2 separate regions of the Mus musculus genome follow, and region 1 is linked to region 2. Evidence: chromatin contacts called from public HiCAR-type data. All regions are on one chromosome and are shown on one strand. Each heading gives the region's core, a stretch centred on a gene start, on an enhancer-like site or on the middle of the called end of the contact. The rest is flanking DNA. Distances are from core to core; before and after follow the strand shown.

Region 1 (5,050 bases), core at 775-3,274, 730 kb before region 2:
CTGGGACCATGGACCTGTACTAGGATACTCAGCCCTTCCTGCAGCTCTCAGGAATGGTTGTTTGTAGGTTTATAAGATATATTGTTTAGAGGACTTCTCTTCTACTAAGTTTATTTGGTTTTGGTGTCAGGGAAATTATAGCCTCATAAATTAGTTGAGCCATGTGTTCTCTTGCTTTCTGGGAAATAATTGTGTGAAAATAGTTTTTGTTTTGTTTTTGTTGTTTTGTATTTTACACTACTTAGAGCGTTTCTCTAGTGAAACCATCTAAGCCTGGTAGTTTCCTTTGGAGCAGATTTTCATTTATGATTTTTTTCTATCAGTTGTTTCATGGCTATTCATGATGGCATAATTATAATATAAAATTATATTATTCAGATTATATAGTTCACTTTGGCAGTGTGTGCACTTTTTATTGATACTAAAACTACAAGTAAACTTCATCTTAATAAAATATTTCCTGTCATTTGCATCTGTCCAAGTCCACATAGGGGAAAGTAAAGAATAGAAAATATTATGCCAATGGCCATGGGACAGCAATCCAGTTGGTGAGAGGTGAGGTAGGGCTATTTGAGCAGTTTCAAGCATTGATAAATTTATTGACTTTAGTCATATGAATGGGAAAAATAGGATTTGATAGGCCAAGATACATATGTCCTTCACACTTAGAAACATCAGTGGAGAACAGTGACCATCTATCTGTTCTGTGATCTATTTTTTAAAGATTTATTTTTATGTGTATATATGTGTCTGGATGCTTCTTTGTGTACCAGGTGGAAAAAGGCACCACTGATACCAGAGGAGTGTGTGAGATCCACTGGAGTCAGAGTCACGTACAGCTCGGACCCACCCTATACAACTGAACCTGGGACCTCTGGATGGGCAACATGAGTTCTTAACAGCTGTGGCAATATCTTTAGCACCAGCTCCTGCCATGATTCTGTTTTGATATATAAGTTACTTCAGTGAAAGTAGTGTGTGAACAGATAAGCCACGGGGACAGGAGATGATAAGCATCTACTATTCACTAGCAAACTGGCCCTGTTTTATAACCGACTTATTCAGTTATAGGATCAGACACTATATTCTCATAAGGACAATCTAGAGATCTCTGAGGATGAAGAAGGATGTGGCTCTCTCAAAACCAAGATTAAAGTCTCTTGGTTGGTTTTGTGAATTGATTGGTTTCATGTGGGCAGTGACTAATCTCAATATTACCGATACCTCCTGTGGTCTTTTGCTCTCAAAAGACCAGTCAGTCTCAACTGTCAAGCCCAGCCTTGACATTACATCGAACCTCTCAGGTTTTGTCCCAGGCTCAGAGAAGACAGGTAGACAGTCAGGATAGACTGGTTCAGGCTTGAATTGGACAACAGGTCAACAACAGGTCAACTGACTGAGCACGAGTTTCCTAGTCTCAAGTATCAAAGCGATTGTGAATTGATCCAAGAGCCCATCGTCTCCGAAACTCCTAATTCTAGATCAAACTAATGGTTTTATGCTGTCTTCAGTGTGTGCCCTACAAAGCCTCTTTCCAGGAAAGGCATGACATCCCAGGGGACATCCTCCCTTGAACCGCTGCTATCATCAAAAGCTGAAGGTAACTCCTTAGGCTGATAAGTCCATTGCTGATTAAAGACTCCATGACCAATTAGAGGTTATAGAAGATGTTTCTGGATTCTTGCACCTCCTGACCTTTCAGAGGACCAGCCGAATGGCACGGGGACTTTCAGGACCAGGCAGTTGAATCCAAATCTGTATTTTAAATCAAAGGCTCATTAAAGTTTGCGAAGCACAGGACCAGGTGATGCTAAAGAGACTAGCTAGCATACTGATGTAGTGCGGCTTTGCAAAGGTCCTATAGAAAATTTGGACAAACTGGGATGTTCAGGGAGGGGTATGCGGGAGTAGCCCGCAGGGGGATGGTAGAAGGAAAGTGTGATCCGATTGGCTGTTTTCTCCAGCTCGGGCGTGCAGACACTCCCTCCACACTCCCCCTTTCACCCCCCTCAATTGCTACAGCTTTCCTACAGCGGGCTGCTCCTAAAACCCGGAGCAGCTGAGTGGTCTCAGCGGACAGTCCTCCTAGGGGCGAAGCCAGGCGGCTTGGGCATGCTCAGTAGCTGGGAGAGGTTTGGGAGGAGAGTAAAAAGCTTTGACTCTGCCCCCACCCCCTCCTCTAGCCCCCGCCCCCCTTGCCCCTTCCCAGCCGTAGTAGTTCCCTGGCGTGCGCCCGTGGAGAGCAGGAACATGGCGCTTGGAGCGATATAACAGATGTAGCAGCAGCGGAGAAGCAGATGAGGTACCGCGACTTCTCTGCTGACAGCCAGCCACCAGGTAGGCAGGAGCACCGGGCAGGTCGGCTTATGGGTAGCGGCTCCAGAAGGGGCGCTTGCCAAGATGCGCACGGTTGCTACACCGGGCATCTGGCTTTGCCTAGAGAGGATGCGAAAGGAGACCTCTATGACAGCACAATTGATTGTGCATCTCCTAGGAGATGCCAAAGGCTGGGGACCTCTGAGAATGGGCAAGGGATCCAGGGTCCGCCCACTCCCCAACCCCCAATCTTTGCGATATCATCCAGCTTGGGCTCTTCACCGGTCAAATAAAGGATAGCGCTCTTATGCTAGGATGGAGGGCGTAGGAGATCACCCTGGATGCCAGCTCTAGGAGTCTGCTGGTACCCCGAAAGGCTAGCAAGCCCAGCAGCAGTTCTTTGTGTATGCACTCGCGCACGCCCTGCCGGTGATACGACAGTGCCTGCTGCTCCCAGGGAGTGCTGGATGCATTGCCAGGGCAGGGTTCCCATATGGTTTTTGTCTTTTAGCAGGTGTGGACCACCAGATGCAATAGCGGAACCTTTATGGGACTGTGTTTTCCTTTGTTGTTTGTCTCTGTTCGCTTAGTGGGTTGCAATGGATTGGGAAAGAACTTCTGCTTGTGAACATTGGTGGACAGAATGTGGAAGAGAATATCACTTCCAAACTCTGGTTAAAATTCTGTACAATGTCAGTCTCCTAGAGGATAAACTTGGAAAGTCTCAGGACTGTCAAGTGTCCAGTTTAGGGCACAAATGTGAGCATCCGTTTTGAAACCGAGTGTGTCTGGAGCTTTCCATTGTGATAGGGTAGAAGTTAATTTGCCAGCATTCATATCTCAATTAAGGGAGCCCTAACCTTTCAAAGAACTGAACAGATCTTTTAAATATTAGAGTAGTAAAGAAAAAAATGTCTTGGCCAATAATTGATAACGACTTGGAAAACTGGATACACTTCTGGGGAAATAGGTACTTCACAAAACATCAGAGACCCTCTTGTGGCATTTGGTGTAAAGGCAGCATCTTTAATTTACAGATGGACACATTACTCCCTGAAGAAGTCCCTCCTACACAAGCCTTCTTAAAGTTGACATTCTGCAACAACAGATGTGACACCTTACAGTTGTATCTGTTATGATTAGCAGCATAGCCCCCTGAGAGGGAGGAAAGGTAAATTTAGAACACACCTTCATCCCCTGTTTTATCTTTTCAGGCTGGGCATCTGTCTGTGAATATGAAGTTTAGATACTTTCCTCTGCACTTACACTATTTATTCTTATGATCTCCTTAGGTGGCAAGAATGAGTCAGTATTGTGATAATGAAACAGAGACTGCAGGAGGGAAATGAATTTAAGTAGAGTAAAGCTATAAGTGTCCAATCTGATAACACCTTGACTTTGAATACACGTGTGCAAAGCAGAACTTCTAATGAAAGCTGTAGAAGCTAATGGCAAGTTCATTGACAATACTTGTAGTAGAATAAACTTCGTGTTCCTCTGTGAATAAGAGATTGATTGTACTCAGTCCTTGCAACTTATCATTTAATTAACAAACGTGAGTTTTGATTGTAGGCATTGAAAGCCGAGGTTGCCAATGCCTTTCCTACATCCTCAGAATATGCTGCAATGGACAGGCACCAGAGACAGATGTTCTGGAATACAGTGTCATTTTAGTGATGAGATAAAGCTAAATTTGAACTCTGGTTCCTCCGTATTTAGGTGTGGGATTTTGTGGAAGTGATTTAATGTATCAGCAACAAAGACTTGTGATTCACAAAGCAAAGCCCACATAAATGGATAGATGTAGACATTAATAATAATACAAAGAAACTGGGCATGGGGAAATCTCTTTGAGAAGGACATGTATGTGTTTGGAACCCATGTTATATGTATTTGCTATGCAAGTCAAATTCAATTTACTTTTACTGAAATACTCCAAATTGTTTTATTTCTTAGCACTGACATAGCCATACACCCCCAACTTGGTAGCTTAAAGAAGTAGAAATTTATTGATGCAGATCTGGGTATTTTCTGTCTAATATCTCAGTGTTAGCATGGCAATCCTCTGATGCTCTTAGGAGAAGGTGATTCTTATAGTCTTAGACATACCTTACCCCAATCACGTTATTCTGTTTCTACCTTCATGTCCATGTGTTCTCCTCTCTGTGTCTGTTCTCCTGTCCATGTTTCAGTCTTTATGTAAGGACACTGTTCCTATATCATTTAGAGCTAACTATAGCCTTGTCTTAATTCAATTACAACTGCAAAGATCAGACTTGTAAAGTAGGTCACATGGACAAGTTCAGGGTTGTCATTGAGTTTAGGGGAGAGAAAATTTAACTTACTTTACTAACTTTTCTAATAACAATGATAGGATCAATACTATGCCATCAAGTTTCAGAATATGAAGAATAGTATGGGTTCAAAAACCCTGCTGGCATGGGATATTTAATGTAACTAACTTATCTGAATTTTGTGTTCCCAAGTGTGACAGTGAAGGGAAGGGTGATAGACACGTCACCATGAGTCACTTACATGAAAACTGAAACAAAGTGGGACTTAGGCTTTCTATACGTGCTGAGGAATTTCATACGTCTTCTCCCTTTTGGGCTATATTACTAAGTCAAAACACATCATCATCAACAACACCTACAACATAACAGCAAAAAAATGAAAATCCTACACCTTTTCTTCTTTTTAATATATTTATTTTTATTTATAGATATACATTTTA
Region 2 (4,727 bases), core at 1,249-3,748:
CTGTTCCCAGAAGCTTATATCCCAGCCTGTCACAACATAACATGCCACTGTGATGGGTTCACATACAACATCACAATCGTGTATAAACCCGATTTCATATGAAGGGCAGGTAGGCAGGAACGCAAGGCAATCATTTAGTCATTCAATTCCCAGTGAACCAAAATCGAAAACAAATTAGTAGTAGCCTAAGAAAATAGCACGTTCACTAGGGCTGCCAATGATGTACCATGTTGTACAAAATCAGCAGTATAAATTGATTTACAAGCAGCTAGATTCTTGGAAAGAGGATAAACAAATATATTAGCAGCACCAGCACCCATTGGTCTCTATTGGGGATGGGATGAAAGGTTTCAAGGGTGATACAAACCTTTAAACTCCACTTCTTAAAAAGCTCTTTTGAAAGCTTTAAGGGTTTTTCCTTTCTTTTTTTTTTTTAATTCCCATATTTCCCTATCAGCTATGAAAGTAAGCACGAAGCCTGGATTCCGAGGCATGTAAGTTTTAACATCATTCACATTTTAAAAGATACAAATATAAAGCTCGGAAAAGAGAATATTTCAGCACAAAGCCCTCCTGCGTGGGTGTGCATTTGTAAAGTAAAAGTAGAATTATTCCAACAGATGTAAATGTGCTCTCTGTGATCAAATGGAGTCTTTTGAAATTCTGTTTTGACAGTTACTTGTAAAACAGCATTTCCACAGCGATTAATTCAGAGCTGGTAGTGATATCATCAAAGCTAAATCAAAACTAAGTTCTGATGGCTGAGTAATAAAAGCGGGGAGGGGGCAGGGGAGCAGAGCACACTTGGGAGGCCAACACTCAGCCCTCTGCAGCACACTGTTACATGTGAAGATGCACTCCTTCTGTCAAACCAGTTTCACCAACATAAAAACGCTCAGAAAGTGAAATTCCATTTTAAAAGTAATTTTTTCTTACACGAGGTTCTCCCCAAGACACCAGTCATGTATTAAATGTCTACAGTGTAAAAAAAAAAAATAGATGATATAATAGATCAATACACCAGTTGAAAACTATGCAAGACTGTTCTGTGGGGGAAAAATTCGAGATTACATAACACAGTCAGTCAGGGATTACACCACAAAATCCTAGTGAGAGGAATTTCTCATCCTCTGTATCACTCTGCAACTTAGGATATTAAAGTTTGAAGGGTTCAAAATATTCGGTTCTCAGTTCAAACACATCTTTAAAAACATCAGTCTTAAAAATACTAAAAGGATTAAGTTGAAATTTTACACACACACACACACACACACACACATCTTCCTACCCTAAAGAGTAGTTCTTCACTTTCTGAGATCCTGGGAGTCCACCCAGGTAAAAAGTCACTGGTTGCTCTTCCTGGTCATCTTTATTTTATGGTCTGATTTTTCCTTAAAAGAGAAATTCAATTTTTTTCAAAGCATTATACACCTGCCTGTGCATGGACTTTACTGCTAGCCATGTTTATTCAACACATTATCTCCACCAATGGATAATTTAAATTTATGGACCACTATGCATCCCACTTCTACTTCAAAAGATGGCGACTGTCCATGAATGTTTTGCCCCAAATTAAATCTCAAGCCCCTTGCTTTAGAGAAATAGGAAGAAGCACTATAGAAGTTTAGGGTTATTTTTTTAAAGTCATATCTCAAATGCATGCATATTTGTGGAATATAAGACATTTGCCTTTCTAGAAATGCTGGCTTTATAACTCTAGAGTTGTTCAATTGGAAAATTCTGTGTTTTCACACTTAGATTCAGTAGTTTACTGAGTCTAAACTCAAAAATTGTACAATATAGACAATTTCTAATTGACTAAGAAAAAACAACTTTAAACTTCTGAAAATAAAGCAATGTTCTTTTACATGCTTTTAGGAGGCCCAGATACTGTCCTGAAGGAGCGCTTAGCCTGTCAGTGTCAACTGGAAACGGTCTATCATTCGTAAGCTGTCCCCAGAAGACGCTGAAGATGCACACGCACACACATTTACATGCGTTGCACAGTGCCAACTATTTCCAACCAAAATAATCATATACACGTCGAGCCGAGCTATTTCTAGCGCAGAAGAGGGTGAACGTCCGGGTAGGCAGAGGAAACCCAGTAGCAGATGATTGCCGGAGAGGCGGGTGGCGGCGGGGTCCCCTGCCTCCCGCGCAGGACGCCTCGCACCCCGCACCTGCACCGGGTCCCCGGCAGGGCAACCGGGGGCGCGCGCGCGCGTCCGGGACGCACCCGCGGGAAGCCGAGTAGCCCGGCGGGCTGGGAGCGGCGGGAGCATCCCCGGGCGGGACCCAAAGCGCCTTCTCCTACCTGTCACTTCCAGGCGAGTCGCTGCCGGGGATGCGGCCACCGCCGCCTCCGGGAGCCCCGCTGTGTTCGCGCGCGCGCGTGTGAGTGTCTGTGTGTGTGTGTGTGTGTGTGTGTGTGTGTGTGCGCGCGTGTGAGAGCCTGTTTGCGGCGCGGCTCCTGAGCCGCTCGCGCGCCGCCACCCCCTCCCCGCCGCCGCGGCCGCCGAGCCCCTCCGGCGCCGCCCCGCCCTCCGCCGCCTCCGCCCCCCACCGGCCAGCGCCTCCCCGCTGCGCTCACCTCGGCCGCCCGCTGCCCAGGGCGCCGCCCGCCCGCCGCTCCCGCCGAGCCGGGCCCCGTGCGGCCCCGGGCCCGCCGCCCCTACTCCCGGCCGCGACGCTGCCTCTGGAGCCCAAGCCGTCGCCTCGCAGCCCCAACCTGCCGGGCTACGGAGCATGCCCAGTGCGGCGCCCGGCGGGGCTGGGGGTGGACCGGGGCCGCGCGGGCCGGCCGGGGTGGGGGTTGGCTGTCCCGGGGTCGCCGCCGCCGCCTTCCCGGTGCAGGGTCTGGGCGCGCGCCCGTGGGGACTGAGCTGAGCCAGCAGCGGGACACCACGCGCCGCTGGCCACGGACTCAGCGGGTGCCCGGCCCGGGAGGAGGGGGTGCGAGCCAGCCAGAACCGGGAGCGGGGAGCGGGAACTGCGCTTTCGTCTATGTTACATTGAACAAACACGGAGAGCTTGTACACTGCAGCAGGCACTGTGAGACAGGGATTTTATTCATTCAGCCCGAAAAACAATCTGCCGGAGGAAGTACTACAACGGGCTCACACTGAGCCAGAAAGTGATTTCCAAAGTCTTCCCCCAAGTGATCCTGAGACGTGCACCCCACTCCACCCCCCCCCCCCAGACTTCGGTTCCAGGGATGCTGGGGATCGCTGTGGCCAGCTCTCCTTGTCCTTTGAACCGACACCCGGGTGCCCGAAGTCCTGCTGAGGCGGCCTGGCCATGTGCATCCAGCGTCACCCTTTGTGGAGACCCTACACTGGAGCCGCTCCGGAACTCCCCGAGGGCTTCCTCCTACCGAGGCCACTCGGCTTCCTCCCTCTCCTGCCTGGCGGCGGCCACCAAAACCCGGAGACGTGGCACCTGCGCACTGGGGACTGGGGCCCATGCTGGCGGCTGAACTGGGCATGCTCAGCTGCCTGAACTGGGCTGGCGGGTCAAGAGGAAAGGGGTCGGTTTAGAGGTTAGCTTAAAAAAAAAATGGAGAAGAGGGCAGAAGTGTAGGCACAAAGGAACAGTCCAGGCACCGTGGATACAGCAGTTGAAAACCCCAAAGTGTCGCACCCTTCGTTCATTCTGGCCGTTTCAGCATGGATAGAAAGAAAATAACCACCAAAAGTTGATCAACTAGTGTGATGTGTGATGGTACATGCCTGTAATCCCAGTTAGTTTACAGAGCAGCCTAAACTATACAGTCGGTTCAAGACCAACCTGAACCCTGTCTCAAAACGAGAAAGAAAAAAATAATTTACCAATTTAAGGGAGATGGACTGAGAGCTACTGACCACTCTCTAGCCAAACACAAAGCTTCAGATTTAAGTTAGCCTTGAAAAAGGTTTTTCTGCAGTGTCTGCCTGCCTGTCTGTGACAAAACCTACAGAAACATTCACTAAGCCAGATCAGCTTTTCCACCAAGGTTAAAAAGAGAATAAAGATGCCAGAGAAAGCTGATACTGCACTGGTCAGGGTCTTCATGCCAGTGTGTTAAGACTGCTTTTGAGAGTGCCGCAAACCGGGCACATGAACTGCCTGAAAGGCTTTTTAAAATGCAGATTTTCATTAGACAAGACAGAAGTAAAATCATATGTTCTCCATCTCTAACAACTCATTCTGATATTGCTGCTTGTAAGCTGAGGGCTTGGGGTAGTATTTTAGGCCTGCTTTCCCTGCATGTGAGAAAGCTGTGGCTCAGAAAGGGTAAGGAATTTGCCCCAGGTTGAGCAGCCAATAAATAGTATAGCTAAACTCAAACCAGTCCTTCAGGCCTTCTCTTGTATGTCTTATGTGCCTCAAATATTATCCCCAGAAAGGGGAGCTAGAAGCTATCACTTATGTGACTGACAGTTCTTAGCAGTAGAACTTAGTACATAATATACTCAAATATAGTTAATTAGTTGGTCTTTGATGGCTAACAAAACCACCAACACACCATAGCCTGAAACAATTACTGAGTGCTCACCTTTCTCTGGATGCGCTCCTGGGACTGGTATCAGCCGAGCAGTTCTTCGCTGCAGCCACACACACAAGATGCTTCTGCATGGGTTTCATACAGCAAGCTGCTAACTCCAGCAGCAAGAAACGCCAGTCCCAACTTAAGATAGTACTTCATACACTGCGCTTTTTATAGTAGTTTATGAAAAACAGAATGGCCA

Evidence for each region. HiCAR-type assays count read pairs that join an accessible place to other places.
Region 1: a HiCAR-type map of astrocytes shows a contact between it and region 2, with 4 times the contacts expected there. The contact joins the promoter of Pak7 here to the promoter of Plcb4 in region 2. A contact is called at or near these places in 2 of 39 promoter capture datasets (cranial neural crest and neural stem cells), 4 of 484 Hi-C or Micro-C datasets (embryonic stem cells and nephron progenitors), 2 of 115 datasets of contacts at active chromatin or transcription factors (astrocytes and embryonic stem cells) and 1 of 9 other capture datasets (embryonic stem cells).

What each region holds. Positions count from the first base shown.
Region 1 is chr2:136,384,941-136,389,990 of GRCm38.p6, reverse strand. It overlaps Pak7 (p21 (RAC1) activated kinase 7), which reads left to right and starts at 2,024. Exons shown (of 10, transcript NM_172858.2): 1 at 2,024-2,337.
Region 2 is chr2:135,657,318-135,662,044 of GRCm38.p6, reverse strand. Plcb4 (phospholipase C, beta 4) reads right to left here and starts at 2,498. Exons shown (of 39, transcript NM_001355153.1): 1 at 2,315-2,498.